Linked DNA regions of Sus scrofa: all the other regions are linked to region 1. A link is a contact called in public Hi-C and promoter capture Hi-C data. All regions are on one chromosome and are shown on one strand. Each heading gives the region's core, a stretch centred on a gene start, on an enhancer-like site or on the middle of the called end of the contact. The rest is flanking DNA. Distances are from core to core; before and after follow the strand shown. Region 1 holds the start of SSR2 (translocon-associated protein subunit beta). Region 2 holds the start of SYT11 (synaptotagmin-11). Region 3 holds the start of GLMP (glycosylated lysosomal membrane protein).

What was found. Promoter capture Hi-C pulls out the DNA fragments that hold promoters and counts their contacts. A called contact is a pair of places that touch in the nucleus more often than the background predicts.
Region 2: a Hi-C map of liver shows a contact between it and region 1, with 6 times the contacts expected there. The contact joins the promoter of SYT11 here to the promoter of SSR2 in region 1. A contact is called at or near these places in 3 of 47 Hi-C or Micro-C datasets (heart right ventricle, liver and skeletal muscle) and 2 of 2 datasets of contacts at active chromatin or transcription factors (alveolar macrophages and skeletal muscle).
Region 3: a contact with region 1 is called in a promoter capture Hi-C map of liver, with 2.4 times the contacts expected there. The contact joins the promoter of GLMP here to the promoter of SSR2 in region 1. A contact is called at or near these places in 1 of 5 promoter capture datasets (liver) and 1 of 2 datasets of contacts at active chromatin or transcription factors (alveolar macrophages).

Annotation. Positions count from the first base shown.
Region 1 is chr4:94,009,312-94,012,011 of Sscrofa11.1, reverse strand. It overlaps SSR2 (translocon-associated protein subunit beta), which reads right to left and starts at 1,288. Exons shown (of 6, transcript XM_001928470.5): 1 at 1,189-1,288; 2 at 331-485. The coding sequence starts at 485.
Region 2 is chr4:94,161,769-94,164,468 of Sscrofa11.1, reverse strand. It overlaps SYT11 (synaptotagmin-11), which reads left to right and starts at 1,378. Exons shown (of 4, transcript XM_001928804.6): 1 at 1,378-1,718. The coding sequence starts at 1,685. It overlaps GON4L (GON-4-like protein), which reads right to left and starts at 2,582. Exons shown (of 34, transcript XM_021089699.1): 1 at 2,488-2,582.
Region 3 is chr4:93,757,582-93,760,281 of Sscrofa11.1, reverse strand. It overlaps GLMP (glycosylated lysosomal membrane protein), which reads right to left and starts at 1,343. Exons shown (of 5, transcript XM_005663295.3): 1 at 1,181-1,343; 2 at 36-236. The coding sequence starts at 1,300.

The DNA.
Region 1 (2,700 bases), core at 39-2,538:
TTGCATCCTCATGGATCCTAGTCAGATTCGTTTCTGCTGAGCCACATGGGGAACTCCTCTTTTCTGCCTTTTCATCCTTCTCTCCCTATTTCACACAATTCTTTCTTCTTCTCCACTATGAGACTCTAGCAACTCACAAAATTGGAGGATGGTTTCCTGTAGCTTAGGTAAGAATATCCTCCTCCAAAAGTCATCCAGCAGTGAATTCATTTACACACTATACCTGTTGCTGGAGTCCTCCCAAAGATAAATCATTACTGATCCCTGTTCCCAGTCAAGATACCTGAGAAGCTTAAAAGGGCCCAACCTATAGCTTCAGGGCCTCCTTACCTTGAGCCAACATTGTAGATGTTGTACTGTAAGGTCAAGTCTCGCCCCTCCACAGCATATCTGTTCAGCAGTGATTTGGAGGCCAAAAGCCTGGCTCCTTCTTCTGCTTGAGTGACAGCAAAGAGAGTCAACACCACGAATGCCAGCAGCCTCATCTTTGGAGGAAAAAGCAAGTGAGCAGTCAATCCAAGCATGTAAAACCACCAAAATCTTTCTGACAGTCCTTTCTTACAAAGTCCGTCAAAAGATCTTTTGAGCTCATCAAAGCAGCGGCCACTTTCACAGAGCAGAGTATACGCTACCAAAGCTGTCCCATTCGCAAGCTTCCCACCAAATCCACCCTGCAGCCCTCGAAAATCTGTAGACCTCCAGGGCATATCTGCTACCTATTACTGCGAGGGGTCCTGGGTGCTCCCCAATTACTGGGGTCTTCTGAGAGAGCTCCATGTGGCCAGAATAGAGGTTTCCTTGGCCTGCCGCATTTCGGCCCATCTCGGAACTGTAGCAGCCTCTAGCTTTCCTTCACACAGGAATCCCTCACGACTGTTGCCTTTCCCCGGCTGCTATTCCTCCACCAGCACCCCAGGTATCCCAATGCGCGCTAGCGGGGTCCTCCCTCACGCCCCTGTATCCTACTGTCCATTTTTCCCGCGGGACCGCATTCGTCCTCGTCTTCCACATCCCTTTCTGGGGCCCTCTGAGGGCTTAGTCTGTTCTGCCCCCCCTCCGTCTCTTGCCAAGATTACACGTCCTCCAGCCAGCGTGCTCTATTCCCTCCCCGCCCTGCCAAAGCTAACCCTCAGCCGCTGAGTGTTGTGTGGACACGAACTTTGGCACCCCCAGAATCAAAGGACTCACCGTGCGCACCCCACAAACCCTTCAGGGGGCCACGAAGGCCGGAAGAGAGCGTCAGCACCCGAAAGACCGGAAATGAGCTCTGGCCGGAAACGTTGGTACTCTGCTGGATGCCTTCTGGGAGTTGTAGTTCTCAGACAAGCCCCACCTTTCCTTTGTAGAGCGCGCCTGCCTCCGGGATGCTGCAGCCTCTGTGATCGATTTGTCTGTGCTCCTTCACGCTTTTCTTTCTTTTCTTTCACGCTTTTATTATTCTGCCGTCTAGAGTGGCTTTTCAAGCTGGCTTTCCAGTACCGTAGATGACCAGCACCTGATTAAGTGCTTTGTGGGACTGGCAAACGTAGAGATTAGGATCTTCTGTCTACAATGTCGAGTGTACTATCGAGCTAGGAATTAGAGAAAAACTGTTGCTCTCCGGGCTACCACCATTCTCTGTATTTCTAGGCGAAAAATTTACTCATCTTCTATATCCAGCTAGCTACCCTAGAAAGCCCTGAACTTTCCTTAGAAGCCCTTTGAGGTTCCAAAAAAGTAGATCCTTTCTTTAATTTTTTTTTTTTTTTTTTAGGGCCTCTCCTGAGGCATATGGATGTTCCCGGGCTAGCCGCCTCTGCTGTCTGCATCACAGCTCAGTGGAAGCTTAACCCACTGAGCCCACTGAGTGAGGCCAAGGATTGAACCCTAGTCCTCATGGACACTAGTCGAGTTCATTACCGCTGAGCCACAACGGGAACTCCGGCTTGGTTTTTGGTTTTTTTCTGATTGTTTCTGATCTGGAAAATCTACCTTCATGATTAGGTGCTATTTCTCTAGTGTACACTTATTCAGAGATCCTACAGTGATGCTGAACGCACAGGAGGTGCTCAAGAAACACCTGCTGATTGGATGAATTTTCATCATCTCTATTTACAGTCTCCTTATTGGAATCTATTCTGACTAGAGGAGAGATTTGAGAGTCAATTGCTAAGGAAAATATTTCCATTGAAAGACTTCCAAAAAAATACAACTTCTTCCTGCCATCTTCAAGGGAACCCCACCAAGAGATTGAAGTAGAACTTTTTTTTTTTTTTTTTTGTCTTTTTTTTGTTGTTGTTGTTGTTGTTGTTGTTGCTATTTCTTTGGGCCACTCCCGGGGCATATGGAGATTCCCACGCTAGGGGTTGAATCGGAGCTGTAGCCACCGGCCTACGCCAGAGCCACAGCAACGCAGGATCCGAGCCGCGTCTGCAACCTACACCACAGCTCACGGCAACGCCAGATCGTTAACCCACTGAGCAAGGGCAGGGACCGAACCCGCAACCTCATGGTTCCTAGTCGGATTCGTTAACCACTGCGCCACGACGGGAACTCCTGAAGTAGAACTTTGTTAGATGAACATGGAACTGCGTGCCAGGACCAGAGGCATGCAGAAATGGTAAGGCTACCTAGGGTGCACTCTGTGCCCCCAGGGCAGTGTCACTGGTTTCATGTCCTGTTTTGTGGTTTTTAAGGCAGAACCCAAGCTGCCCACTGACC
Region 2 (2,700 bases), core at 129-2,628, 150 kb before region 1:
ACCTGGAATATGGGACCAGGGAAACGGGGAATTCATAAAATTTCAGAAAGAGGAATCCCTAGGTTACAAACTGCAGTTTCCTGAATAAAGCTAAGGCAGACTTGGACTCAATCCATAATTATAAATTATAATTATTCATATCTATAAAACACTCCGCATTTAACAGAATGCTTTCACTTACGTTATCAAAGGTGATTTGATCTTCACAATAAATCCTGTGGCACAGTGGATATTATACCTTCCAATTTCCGCAGGACAAATTTTTGGCTCAACTGGGTAGATGATTTCACAAAGATAACTAGCTGTGAGAGGGAATCCAGTAGCCTCACTCTAGCTTCTAATGCATTAATCCGGTGTCCAGGATGGTGCCTGGGACATAGTCAATGTTCAATAAATTCAATACATGTGTTTTGAATGAATGAATGACTCCTAGAACCATGTTCTTTTCCTCTTTTCAAGAAGGACAAAATGTCAAAGCTGGAAAAATACATTCAACTCTCTCACTTTACAGGTGAACCACCACCAAATATTTATGCATTTAAATAATCTACCTGACCTGATCCTGTCTGTAAACAGAATCGGATAGGATGAAAGTAACCACAACCAAAATGAATGACGAAATTGATGTAATCATGGAGATAACCTGCAGTAGTCTGACGGTAACCTGAATCACCCTAAACCTTCCGAATGCCAAGGAAGTCTCTAGAAGCTTGGAGTTTCATTTGTGTCCTGCTTTTGGATCTACAGAATACACGGATCTGTTGGTTTTCACTGCCTCTCTCCATACTTCTCTTTCTCTCTTCCTCCATCCCTCCCTCACTCTCTCTCTCAAACTTCTCTAAGCAGCCCTAAGCACTTGAAGCTTTTACAAGAGAAATATCCAACACTGATTAACTTTGGCACTCTTCATTAGTCCTTTTTTAAAACAGTTTCAATCTACACACCACAAAACCCAGCCGTTTTACTTATACAATTAAATTATTTTCACTAAATTTTCAGAACTCTGCAACCATCACCACGTTTGGTCTTTAATCAGAGTTTCTGAAGTTTAAGAAAGGTTTCAAAATATTCTTTAGTGGTCTCATAAACTTATAATAATTGCAATTGATACTGAATGTAGGCAAGATAGAATTTTGTTTTTCCAAAATCCTGGGTCCCCCTCGGCCAGAATATTCAGTTACTATATTAAGCCCAGGGAACCGGAATCACAAGATCTATAGGCTCTCATATGATAAAATACCTACCTACACTTCTTAGGCCGCAGAGTTTTCGCCTTACAGACCCACAACCCATTAGTGGGCGGGGTCTCATTCTCTGGAAATCTTGGCGAAGGGAGAGGGCCCCTCCCAGAGGTCTTCCGGAAAGGGGCGGGTCTTGCCTTCCGGAACTTTTCGGACAGAGGCGGAGCCTTCTGCCGAGGGTCGTTCGGAAGAAGGCGGGGCCTACCTCGCATCAGGACCAGTCTGGCTGCACCTGCATCCTTAGCTCAGAGCATCCCTGGAGCATCTTAAGAGGCGACCGCAGCTGGCAACCAGGGACCAGACCGTCGCAGGAGGCGTCCGCCAGATACCTTCCCCCTCCCCTGACCTAGCGCTCTGCAGCGGCGGCCTAGGTACTGACCGGAGGTTCCCAGAGTTGCCTGACCAGTGCAAACGCGTTAATAGCAATAGCCTCCGATTACGACATGGCTGAGATCACCAATATCCGACCTAGCTTTGGTAAGTAGAATCTGGCAAACTAAGCTTGGGGTAGGCGAAACCGTTGCAAAACCAAGGGAGCCCAGGGGCTGGGCAGAGAGTGAAACCAAGACCAGGACCTTCAGGTGCTATCCGCTCTAAAATCGGGCCTGTGGTGATGCGTAGTAGGCAGTGGGCAGACCTGAACTTGAGCTATGGGCTGCAGGGGCTGGGAAGGCCAGAGCCACACCGAGGTTGGGGAGGTTCGGGATGCTAAAACCTTGTATGGTGCACTGTCAGCACTGCTGGAGGTGAGAAACAGAGAGCTTGCGGAGGATGTGAACCCCTCCTTCTGGGGGAGGAGAGGTGGGGTAGGCCGAGCCCTCCCCCTTGGGGCACGCAGGGCGGTGCCCCTTCCTCCTCCTCCCACTCCTTCAGGGCTGCGGGGGAGGGAGGTGGCAAGGGGATGGGGCATCAAGATGGCAGCTTGGAGACTGTGGGCTGTGTGGCTGGGAGCCAGGGGAGGTGGCGGCCTCTGGGGAGAGAAGGGTGCGGGGGTGGAGAGCCAAAAGCAAGCCACTCCTTAAGCCGGTCAGCTGGATGCTGGGGCTAGGAGAAAACGTGAGCCCTGCAATTTCTATTCTGCATCGTAATGGTGGGGTCCTCCTATGCTACCAAATGGCGCTTGGCGCTGCTGGGCTAGGGGATGACGTGATGTCTATTTCTGGGCCTCCTGGCAGCGCCTAGGCTCTTCTTCCCGGGCCTTTGTTCCCTGTTTCCCTAGACTGGTTTTTCAAAAAGGGGGACTCACCCGCTCTGGTGCTGGCGGGGGCCTGATCCAGGCCGGAGGGGGAGGGGCGAAAAAGGCTGAGCCCTGGGGAGGCCGCTTTGTGTACCAGAGAAAGCATTACGTCATCTCGGAGCCGCTGGTCCCCGACCCAGCCCTACGGGCTCGGAGATCAGTTACGCTCCCTGGAGCAGCGAGTGGGGTGGAAAATAGGGAAGCAGATGGGAAAGAGAAGCT
Region 3 (2,700 bases), core at 94-2,593, 250 kb after region 1:
CCAGCCTTTTGAGTTCTGATTCCCCATACCCTTACCCTGAGGGCCAAGCTGCCATTGGCAAAAGCCCCGGTAGGGTCGTGAATGGGGTGGCCTCGAAATGTGGCACTCAGGGTGGCAGGATCCAATGAATCAGTGATGTTGTTCCAAGAGAACTCAGCCAAGGAATACGGAGGATACGATTTTCTTGGAGGCTTTGTCACTGCATCGGATGTGTTGGTGCTGTCAAATTCAAACAGCTGGCGGGTGGGGGTGAGGAGGGACTGGGCTTGCCAGAGTCCAGGTTTCTCCTGAGTCACCACCCCCCAAGTCACTGCCCCCCACCCCCGGCTCTCATACCTCTATTTCATCTACCCCCAGTCTTCAGTTTCTCTAACTCAAATGAAGTCTCTCCTCTGTACTGATTCCCTTCGGTTTCCCCCAACCTCCTCACCCTGGTAAAGACAACGGCAGAAGAAAATTGGATGCTGTCTTTGGGGAGCACCATCAAGCTCCCTTCAGGGTCAGAGGAGATCAGGAGGCTCCAGTTCACACGCAGGGTGCTGTGGGGGGTATTGGTGGCCACTAGTAGCACTGCTGGGGGCCCTAGGCTGCTCCACACATAGTGCAGTGTGGAGTTGGTACCCACTGCATGGATATGAAGCAGGTTCTGGGGAGGGTCCAGCCCGTCAGAGATGACCTCCAGAGACACCTAGAACATGGAGTAGTGGGAGGGTCAAGGGAACAGGATCAGGGAGAGACACAGGGCAGATGTTTGGGGACAGGGAAGGGGGCTTGGGAAATGATGGGGAAACGGTGGGACCTTGGGGCCTAGGCAAGAGCAATGCTTGTGGGAGCTAAGAGATTCCTGCTGTAAGGAGAGGTGGGTAGAGAAAACGGCCTTGACTCTAGTGGAGAGATAAGGACACAGGGCTGAGAGAAGAAAAAAAAAAAAAAAATCCAATACTTGCCTGGATCTGGCTTACTCAGGGCTAAGTCAGAGTTCAGATTTCCCGGGAAGACAGGAAGCCCTCATACATCCTACTTCTCAATTCTGTCCCATGATCCATGGCTGTCCCCACCCCCAGGGTTGAAGAAACTCTTCTCAATGCAAGCACCCTCCACCCCCACCTCTCGGTTATCCTAGATTCCAACCACCCTTCAAGGCAGCACATCCTGAAACAGGATTGCTCTAGTCCCTCACCTGGCGGGTTTCCTCCCCCAGCAGGCCAAAAGGAGCTGCTGTCAGAAGTAGACTCAGGAGGAGCACGGGGCTGGGGACATAGTGCCCCCAACCCCGGCAGGGCTCCTCACAGCTACCCATGCAGTTCTAACTTCAGAGGGCGGAAGAGACGCTGGGTCATATGACTCAGAGATTCAGCTGATCTCTTTAAAGGGCGGGGCCATCACAGCAGTTCTTAAAGAGACCGCCTCCCTTAACTCAGATTTAGGCTTGCGTGAGAATAGAATCAGAAAGGTTAAGCGGAGAGTTCTCTGATGGCCTAGCGCGTTGAGAATCCTATGTTCTCACTGCTGTGGCTCTGGTTGCTGCTGTGCGGCGTAGGTTCGATCCCTGGCCCAGGAATTTCCGCACACTGACCGTGTGGCAAAAAAGGGAAAAAAAAAAAAAAGTTAAGCATTGTTCATCATCCCCAACTGAGCTGGCAAGCAAGTCATCCTGGCCTAGATTGGCAGACATATTCCCAAATATTCCCAACCTCTCCTACCCAACTGTCCCACTAAACTAAGCTGTAAGTGGGCATGTTGTCTGGATTCAAGATTCAAATGGAATCTGCAAAACGACTCTGAGGCAGGGAAGGCACAGAGGAAATTTGAAGGAATGTGGGGCGGTGGGGGCAGGGGATAGCACACCTCAGAGGGAACTTTTTGTCAATTATTACTATTTACTGAGTTTCCAGGTATGCACATTCTTGTCTGGAAGAGCTCACAATTTTATGGTTGAGAAAAGAAACTTCAGAAAATAGAAAATGAAAGCAGTATTTTTCAAAGGGAGTTGATGTCTGGCTAAACAAATGCTTTTTTTTTTTTTTGTCTTTTTGCCATTTCTTGGGCCACTCCAGCGGCATATGGGAGGTTCCCAGGCTAGGGGTCAAATCAGAGCTGTAGCTGCCGGCCTATGCCAGAGCCACAGCAGCGCAGGATCCAAGCTGAGTCTGCAACCTACACCACAGCTCACAGTCGGATTGTTAACCCACTGAGCAGGGGCAGGGATCGAACCCGCAACCTCATGGTTCCTAGTCAGATTCGTTAACCACTGCGCCACGATGGGAACTCCTGAATGCACTTTTTTTTTTTTTTTTTGTCTTTTGCCTTTTTGTTGTTGTTGTTGTTGTTATTGTTGCTACTTCTTGGGCCGCTCCCGCGGCATATGGAGGTTCCCAGGCTAGGGGTTGAATCGGAGCTGTAGCCACTGGCCTACGCCAGAGCCACACCAACGCGGGATCCGAGCCACGTCTGCAACCTACACCACAGCTCACAGCAACGCCGGATCGTTAACCCACTGAGCAAGGGCAGGGATCGAACCCACAACCTCATGGTTCCTAGTCGGATTCGTTAACCACTGCGCCACGACGGGAACTCCACTGAATGCACTTTTTGATTTGGGTTTTTTTTTTTAGCCTAATCCTAAAATTATTTGACTAAAAATAAATGCACATGGTATAATATTCGTAAGGTACCAAAGGATTATCACCCCTTCTCCTC